Linked DNA regions of Macaca mulatta: region 2 is linked to region 1. The links are chromatin contacts, called in public Hi-C maps. All regions are on one chromosome and are shown on one strand. The core of a region is the stretch at or near the end of the contact, and the rest is flanking DNA. Distances in the headings are between cores, read along the strand shown.

Region 1 (4,688 bases), core at 741-3,240:
TTCATAGAGTGTAGCCAATTGGAGGCCTCTAAGGGCACCTGGGGTGTTGCCGGGTCCCTTTAGCTTAATGCAAACCCTGATTGAGGAGGCTCTTGAGCCGCTTGCTCTAACCAGCTGCGGTTCTGAATTGTCTTCAATAAGTCTATGCTTTTGTTATTCCGTTCTTCTGTTGCTGTTTGTCTTTCGTTGCCCTTCTGTTACTTTATGCGTTTTGTTCAACACGCCAAGAACCTGGACAACTCTATCCTGGTAACAACTGCAGGTAACCTGGTAACAACGGCAGTTTCAAACTCTTTGGGTTCAAGCCATCCTTCTGCCTCAGCCTCCCAGGTAACTGAGACTATCGACGCATGCCACCACACCTGGCTAATTTTTTTATTTTTATTTTTGGAGACAGATCTCACTCTGTTGCCCAGGCTGGAATGCAGTGGCAGGATCTCGGCTCACTGCAACCTCCGCCTCCCAGGTTCAAGCGATTCTCCTGCCTCAGACTCTCGAGTAGCTGGGTTTACAGGAGCACACCACCACGCCCGACTAATTTTTGTATTTTTAGTAGAGAGGGGGTTTCACCATGTTGGCCAGGCTGGTCTCGAACTCCTGACCTCATGTGATCCTCCTCGGCCTCCCAACGTGCTGTTATTACAGGTGTGATCCATTGTGCCCAGCCTAATTTTTAAATTAAAAAATGGAATGATAGAATGCACATTACTTTGCATCTTTTCCCCCTTAAAAATATTCTTAGTATACCTAAAGAAGTAAATCTACTTCATTATTTTGAAATGTGGCCTAATAGTCCACAGAATGGGTGTACCATGATTTATTCAGTTTATTTAATGTATCAATGGGCATTCTGGCTGGTTCCAGATTTTTGCTATTGAACAATCTGAGGCATACAACTTCATGACGTGGTGCACTTAAAATCGTTAAGAGACAGATTCAGTATCCTAAGGTGTAACAACCACCCAGATCATGGTACTTTTATCCTTATTTTTATTAAAAATTTTTTTCTATTAATCTTGGATAGCTGCTTATGTTTTCTTTTTTAAATTTTTTCTATTAACCTTGACATGGTGCTTTTACTTCCTAAAGTGGAATTCCTGTATGAAAGCCTATGAGCTTTTATATCTTACTCATTGCAGCTGCATTACTGTGGGAGCTGTCCCGCTAGAGACACTGGGCTGCAATGGGAATTGTCAGGGACAGCTTAAGCTCCACATCACTTGAGTCTAAACCTGGAGTGGCAGAGCGTGTCCGTGAGGATCCCAGGGCCTGGAGAGCAATTTAGGGTAATATTCAGAAAGCAGCGCTCAGGAGAAGCACTGGGATGCTCTTTAGGTAAAATCACCCCAGAAGACCCTGGTTCCCAGAGTACTCTGAGGTCCGGAAGAACTGGGCTGGAAGCAGGTCCTGCTATTAATTGGCTGTGATCTTGGGCAAGTTAATTAACTTCTCCAGGTCACAGTTTGCTCTTTGGAAAACGGAGATAAGTCACACCTGCTTTCAGAGCGGACATCCTTACTTTACATCGGAATCACCCGGGTGCCATTCCTAGCGTTTCGGCTTCAGTAGGTGGGAATCAATTATTTGTATTTCTAATAGGTAATCAGTTGATAATGATGCGGCCGGACCGGTACACTCGAAAAACTACTGTTCCAGTATATTTCAAGATGTTCCAAGAGTCTTAAACACTTGGCGCAGTTCCGAGCACAAGGCACACGAACGGTGCTATTAGCGTTTCTAACCCCGCAGAGAACTCCTCGCACCCCGGTCCTCAGAAGACCCACCCCGGACAGCGGAGGCCCGGGCAGTAGCGTCCAGACCCAATTGCCCGCGCAAGGGGGCGTGACAGCATTGGTGGGCGGGGCCGCCGGTAAGAGAACGCGGCTAAAGGTGGGGCCAAGGGTGCGGCTTGCTGCGCCTGCGTGAGGAAAAAGAGGGGGCGTGGCTCCAGGCCGGAAGAGGGAATCTGTAGGGGCGGGCCGGCTGGCGTCCCCTTTCCGGCCGGTCCCCATGGAGGCGCTGGGGAAGCTGAAGCAGTTCGATGCCTACCCCAAGACTTTGGAGGACTTCCGGGTCAAGACCTGCGGGGGCGCCACGGGTAGGCCGCGGCGAGGCCGGGGTCGCGGGGAGGGGGGCGTCCTAGAGCTTGACCCGGGCTCCTGGACTCTGACTGGCCTGCCGGTGTCTAAGGGAGTGGATTCGAGGCCATTCTGACCCTCGCCCCTTGTCCTGCAGTGACCATTGTCAGTGGCCTTCTCATGCTGCTACTGTTCCTGTCCGAGCTGCAGTATTACCTCACCACGGAGGTAAGGGGCGGGGCTTAGTGCGTGGGCGGGGCTTGGCATTCTAAGGATAGGACCTTTAGGGGTGGGAGTGGGGAAGGAGAGGTTTGGGGCCAAGTCTTACTGAGGCATCGCTGCCCCAGGTGCATCCTGAGCTCTACGTGGACAAGTCGCGGGGAGATAAACTGAAGATCAACATTGATGTACTTTTTCCGCACATGCCTTGTGCCTGTGAGTACCTCACCATGGATGGAAGTGGAGAGACCCAGGGTTCTCATGTGGGCTGCCAGATTCACACCTCTACCCTTAGGTTCTGGACTGGACCCCAGGACAACCTCCTTCTCCTAATCCCGTTCTGCCCCAGGACAGGCCCAGTATCCCCTTCCCCTCCAAAACCCACATCCCCTTGTCCCTAGGGTCCCAGTACCTTAGCCTGACTTTACTGCTTCCAGATCTGAGTATTGATGCCATGGATGTGGCTGGGGAACAGCAGCTGGATGTGGAACACAACCTGTTCAAGCAACGACTAGACAAAGATGGCATCCCCGTGAGCTCAGAGGCTGAGCGGCATGGTAACCAGGGGAAGGGGCTGGGTCTCAGATCCCAAAGCTGGACGTTCCCAAGCCTACATGCTGGCAAGTGGACTGTGGCAGGCATAGTGATATATTAAACAACTAAGACCTAGAGAAGTCAAGTGACTTGCCTAGGGTCCCCCAGCTTAGTAAGAGTCAGAGTGAGCTAAAATCCTCTATACATACTGAGTCGGGTAATCTACCTGACTGCTATTCTCAGAGGTCCTCAATACCTGCACATGGTAGTTTGAATACGAGAGGTTTGAAGATAGGTCTTATGTGCTCTTACCTTGGTAGAACTGTCTAGATGGACCCAGGCTTCTCTTGAGTGTTTGCTTTCCCAGCCCATCGGCTGAATTCAGCCCTTAATGTCCTTCCCCTTTGGAATGCAGGCGGTTTAAGATTAGAATTGAGGTTCTCAAGTCACATTGCCTGGGTTCACATCTAACTTTGTCTCCTGCAGTCTGTGAGCTTCAGCTAGAAAGTGGTGATAAAACAGTAGTACCAACCACATGGAATTGTAAGACCAAATGAAGTAATATGTGTAAAATGCCTGGTTACAGAGTGGGGACCCACTTTTACCTTCCTTTCCTGCCTCCGTTAACTCAGTTTCCCACCACAGCAAAACCGTCCTCAAAGCTGGGATTTCTAACACCTTAGAGATTACTCTGGTGGGGAGTTTTATCATTTGTTGTTTCAGCAGATAAATACAGGACACCAGTGCAACCAACATAATTTGCTATAGGATTGGATATGGAGTGTAAGAGAGCAAAGTCATGGTTGTAGATTCCAACGCTTTCAGCCTGAGCAAATGAATGACTTGAGATGGAGATGACTGGAGGAGAAGGTTTTTTTGGTGGGAGGGGGGAGTGGCTATTAGATATCCACTACTGTATAACAAAGTACTCCAAAAGTTAGTAGTTTGATACAATAAAAATTTGTTTTTTCGGTTTCCCTGGGTCAGGAATTTAGGAGTGGCTTGTTTGGGTGATTTGGGTTTAGGGTATCTCCTGAGGTTGCAGTCATCTAAGGATTGATGGGGAACTGCAGGATCTACTTTATCTATCTATCTGTCTCGAGACAGAGTCTCACTCTGTCACCCAGGCTGGAGTGCAGTGGCACGATCTTGGCTCACTGCAACTTCTGCCTCCCAGGTTCCAGTGATTCTCCTGCCTCAGCCTCCTGAGTATTTGGGATAACCGGCGTGTGCCACCACGCCCAGCTAATTTTTTGTATTTTCAGTAGAGATGGGGTTGCACCTTGTTAGGCAGGGGTCTTGATCTCTTGACCTCGTGATCTGTCCGCCTCAGCTTCCCAAAGTGTTGGGATTACAGGCGTGAGCCATCGCGCCTGGCCTACTTATTTGTTGTTTAAATTTATTTTTTTTCTGTCAAGCTGTTCTTTATTTCAGAGAGAGGGCGGGGCAGGGGGCTCAGTCTCTCTTGGCAGCAGCTTTCCTCATGACGGCCGGGACGTTGCTCAGCTCCTCCTCCCTCCTCTTGGCGCGTATGTGTGCCCCGCTCTTTTCTTGATGAACTTGAGGGCCCGTTTGTCGTTGGAGACCTTCAGTAACTCCATGGTGTGCTGCTCATACGGGGCAAAACCACACACCTCTTGGATCATGTCCCACATGAATTTGGTGTGTTTGGTCAGGTGCCCACGGCAGCGGCTGTGCCTTGGCTTGCTCATATTCTTGGTCATCTTGTGGCCCTTGTCGAGGCACACAGCCATAGCGGGTAGCACAGAGCCATGGCTGCTGCTCTCCAATGACAGCTGTGGCAGAAGGGCGGGTGGCATGCAGGGATCTACTTTTTTTTTTTTTTTTTTTTGAGAG
Region 2 (4,688 bases), core at 813-3,312, 80 kb after region 1:
GGACTGAAGGGCTTGCAGAGCAAAGGGGACTAAGCATTTAGAAGTGCCCTAAGTGATGCCCTGCTCCTTCTTAACATTCATTATTTGCGAATATTTGAGCACCTACTACATGCTAGGCTTATCTAGGTGTTGGAGGATACAGTAGTGAATGAAAATCTGTGCCCGCGTTAAGTTTATGTTCTAGTGGACATGGTAGGCAATAAGGAAATAAATAAATGGGCCGGGCAAGGTGGCTCACATCTATAATCCCAGCACTTTGGGAGGCAGAAGTGAGTGGATCACTTGAGCTCAGGAGTTAAAGACCAGCCTAGGCAACATAGTGAGACCCCGTCTCTACAAAAAATACAAAAATTAGCTGGGTGTGGTGGCAGGCCCCTGTAGTCCCAGCTACTCGGGAGGATTGCTTGAGCCCGGGAGATGGAGGTTGCAGTGAGCTGAGATCCTGCCACCGCACTCCAGCCTGGGCAACAGAGTGAGACCTCATCTCAAAAAAGAAAGATAGAAATGAAATATATAGCATGTTAGTGATACGTGCTGAGGAGAAAAACAAAACAGAGATGGGGGATAGAAACTGTTATTCGTTAAGTGCAATTTTAGATGGGGTTTTCTAGGAAGTGCTGTGACGTCATCGCTTGCTTTAAAAGCGGCCAGGCGCGGTGGCTGACTCCTGTAATCCTAGCACTTTGGGAGCCCCAGGCAGGCAGATCACCTGAGGTCAGGAGTTCGAGACCAGTCTGGCCAACATGGTAAAACGCTGTCTCTACAAAAATACAAAAATTAGCTGGGCATGATGGCGGGTGTCTGTAATCCCAGCTACTCAGGAGGCTGAGGCAGGAGAATCGCTTGAACCTGTGAGGCGGAGGTTGCACTGAGATGAGACTGCACTACTGCACTCCAGCCTGGGTGACAGACCAGGACTCTGTCTCAAAAAAAAAAAAATAAAATAAAATAAAATAAAAAATAAGCCTGGGCGCGGTGGCTCATGCCTGTAATCCCAGGAGCCGAGAGGGGCGAGGCAGGCGGATCACCTGAGATCGGGAGTTCAAGACCAGCTTGACTAACATGGAGAAACCCCGTTTCTACTAAAAATACAAAATTAGCCAGGAGTGGTGGTGCATGCCTGTAATCCCAGCTACTCAGGAGGCTGAGGCAGGAGAATCGCTTGAACCCGGGAGGCGGAGGTTGCAGTGGACCAAGATCGTGCCATTGCACTCCAGCCTGGGCAACAGAGTGAGACTCCATCTCAAAAAAAAAAGAAAGAAAAGAGAAAGGAAGGAAGGAAAGAAACAGAGTGAGACTCCATCTCAAAAAAAAAAGAAAAAGAAAAGAAAGAGAAAGAAAGAAAAGAAAGAGAAAGAAAGAAAAGAGAAAGAAAGAAAGAAAGAAAGAAAGAAAGAAAGAAAGAAAGAAAGAAAGAGAGAGAAAGAATCTGTTGTTTTTTTTTTTTTTTTTGAGACGGAGTCTCGCTCTGTCGCCCAGGCTGGAGTGCAGTGGCCGGATCTCAGCTCACTGCAAGCTCCGCCTCCCGGGTTCACGCCATTCTCCGGCCTCAGCCTCCCGAGTAGCTGGGACTACAGGCGCCCGCCACCTCGCCCGGCTAGTTTTTTGTATTTCTTAATAGAGACGGGGTTTCACCGTGTTAGCCAGGATGGTTTCGATCTCCTGACCTCGTGATCCGCCCGTCTCGGCCTCCCAAAGTGCTGGGATTACAGGCTTGAGCCACCGCGCCCGGCCAAGAATCTGTTATACACTGAGTGCCATTTTAGATGGGGTTTTCTGGGAAGTGCTGTGACATCATTGCTTTAAAAGAGGCCGGGCGCGGTGGCTGACGCCTGTACTCCCAGCGCTTTGGGAGGCCGAGGCAGGAGGATCGCTTGAGCTTGGGAGTTCGAAGTTACAATGAGCTATATCAAGCCACTGCACTCCAGCCTGGGCAATGAGAAAGACCCTGTCTCTTAACAACAACAACAAAGTCAGAAGGAGAGGCTGCCATGGCTACGGCTCCCGGTGACGTCACGGCCAGTTCCGTGACGCGCGGCCAGGGCGGCCCGTGGAGACCGAGGCTCCTCTGTGACGTCAGCAGCCGGCCGGGACACAGCGGGAGGGCAGGTGCGGCCGCGGGGCCTGCAGACTTCAAGCAGGGTCCGTGTGGTCCCCGCGGCGCGCAGCGGCTGAAGGAGGCCCCAGGGCCTTGGCGACCGCGGCGGCGGCTTTAGCGTCCGTGACTGGGCAGCAGGGGGTCAGGATGCGGCGAAGCTCCCGCCCGGGCTCGGCCTCGTCCTCGCGCAAGCACACACCCAACTTTTTCAGCGAGAACAGCTCAGTGAGCATCACCTCGGAGGACAGCAACGGGCTCCGGTCAGCGGGGCCGGGGCCTGGGGACCCCGAGGGCAGAGGAGCCCGGGGCCCGAGCTGCGGTGAGCCCGCCTTGAGCGCGGGAGTGCCCGGAGGAACCACATGGGCAGGAAGCTCTCGGCAGAAGCCTGCGCCTCGGAGCCACAACTGGCAGACAGCCTGTGGCGCGGCAACCGTGAGGGGCGGGGCCTCGGGTGCGGGCGGGGTCGACCCCGGGTGAGCCGATGGAGGGGGCGGGGCCTAAAGGGTGGTGCCGGGCGGGAATGGGACTAAGATGATATCTGGGCACCTCCTACAAGGTGGGTTCTGTAGGGTAAAGGGGAGGTGCTAAATGAGATCCCTTAAGGGGCGGAGCCTCGGTGTCCTCAATGGTTATTGGAAGGGGCGGGTAAAATCTTGTGGTTGGGCGCCACTGAGAAGGTGCGGCCTCAGTGTTAGCGTGAGTGGCTCCCAGGACAATCGGGCTCCACCAAGACCTAAGGCTGGGGAGGGGTCATCCTTTTGGGGGTGGGACCAACTCCGTTTTTTTTTTGAAACGGAGTTTCCCTCTTGTTGCCCAGGCTGGAGTGCAATGGCACGATCTCAGCTCACCGCAACCTCCGCCTCCCGGGTTCAAACGATTCTCCCGCCTCAGCCTCCCGAGTAGCTGGGATTACAGGCATGCGCCTCCACGCCCGGCTAATTTTTGTGTTTTTAGTAAAGACGGTATTTCTCCGTGTTAGTCAGGCTGGCCTCGAACTCCCGACCTCAGGTGATCCGCCCGCCTCGGCCTCCCAAAGCGCTGGGATTACAGGCGTGAGCCACCAAGCGCGGCCAGGAGACCAACTCTTTTTTTTTTTTTTTTGAGATGGAGTCTTGCTCTGTGTCCCAGGCTGGAGTGCAGTGGCGTGATCTCTGCTCACTGCAAGCTCCGCCTCCCGGGTTCACGCCATTCTGCCTCAGCCTTCCGAGTAGCTAGGACTGCAGGCGCCCGCCACCTCGCCTGGCTAGTTTTTTCGTATTTTTAGTAGAGACGGGGTTTCACCGTGTTAGCCAGGATGGTCTCGATCTCCTGACCTCGTGATCTGCCCGCCTCGGCCTCCCAAAGTGCTGGGATTACAGGCGTGAGCCACCGCGCCCCGCCCAGGAGACCAAGTCTTGACGGAGCCTCCCTGAGGGGCGGGGCTTCAGAGGGCGGAGCGGGAGCCGGGATAGGGCTGCGGTGGGACCAAAGCCTTTGAGAGGCTTCCCAGCTTTCTGGCTTCTGGACTCAGCAATCTGCGGCCGGGTCTCGAGGGGAAAATAGGTCTGTGGTGCGCAAGGCCCCAATGGAGCCCTTGGTTTCCCGCAGAACCCACTGGGTCTCCAGCAGTCTCTGAGGAGCCGCTCGACCTTCTGCCGACCCTGGATCTGAGGCAGGAGATGCCTCCCTCGCGGGTGTTCAAGAGCTTTCTGAGTACGGGCCAGGCCAGCTGCGATCCCCTCTGACCCTCGGGTTCGCCTCTCTGAACTCCAGTTCTCTCTGAGCCCCCGGCCCCCGTTTGAGTATCAAGCCCCTCTCCGAGCCTCAACTCATCCTCCTGGCCCCCATCTAATTCTCCTAGCCCACCCTACTCTTCCTGAACCCCAGGCCCACTCCCAGCCCCTCCCGAGCCCCTTCTGAACCCGGACACCACGCCCGTTGAGCCCCCGCCTGTCCCTGCCGTGGGCCCCTCTCTGACCCCCTGTCCTGGCCTCAGGCCTGCTCTTCCAGGTGCTGAGCGTGTTGTTATCCCTGGCAGGAGACGTGCTGGTCAGCATGTACAGGTCAGAGGGAGGGACGCTGGCGCCCCAGGGGCCGCTCTTTGGAGGAGGTGGGGAGCAGGGCCGGGACCTTGCTGGCGCTTGAGCCGATTCAGATCTGATTGAGTCGTGTTGGCAGGAGCTGGGTCTAGGACCATGGGGTGGGGACTGGAGGGCTGAGCAGGTCGGGGCCTCAGCCTCCCTCCGGTTCCCCAGGGAGGTCTGTTCCATCCGCTTCCTGTTCACGGCTGTGTCGCTGCTGAGCCTCTTTCTGGCAGGTGAGGGGCAGTGAATTCCCTGGAGCCCCTGCCCTGGGTGCTTTGGAGGCAAACCCAGCACATTTTCTCCTACATCCTCGCTCCTGCAGCTCCTGGCATTCCCCTGCAGAGCCCTCTAGTTCCCCCTCAGACTCCCACTGTCCTCCCCAGGCTTAACCCCCTCAAGCCTCTTTCCACTATCCCCCTATGCCGGGGAAACCCATTCTCTTCCTTTTCCTTCCCCTGAGACCCCTCCCCCTCTTTCTCCAGCAATCTGGCTGGGGCTTCTGTACCTGGTCTCTCCTTTGGAGAATG

Evidence for each region. Hi-C and Micro-C count contacts between places; a contact is called where the count stands out from the background.
Region 2: a contact with region 1 is called in a Hi-C map of CD4 T cells, with 2.5 times the contacts expected there. The contact joins the promoter of SPAG4 here to the promoter of ERGIC3 in region 1. A contact is called at or near these places in 2 of 14 Hi-C or Micro-C datasets (CD4 T cells and blood).

Annotation. Positions count from the first base shown.
Region 1 is chr10:88,354,183-88,358,870 of T2T-MMU8v2.0, forward strand. It overlaps ERGIC3 (ERGIC and golgi 3), which reads left to right and starts at 1,991. Exons shown (of 12, transcript XR_013399864.1): 1 at 1,991-2,098; 2 at 2,236-2,306; 3 at 2,426-2,513; 4 at 2,735-2,854. It also overlaps the pseudogene LOC704849.
Region 2 is chr10:88,434,401-88,439,088 of T2T-MMU8v2.0, forward strand. SPAG4 (sperm associated antigen 4) reads left to right here and starts at 2,063. Exons shown (of 12, transcript XM_015149113.3): 1 at 2,063-2,530; 2 at 3,686-3,790; 3 at 4,074-4,140; 4 at 4,333-4,394; 5 at 4,644-4,687. The coding sequence starts at 2,458.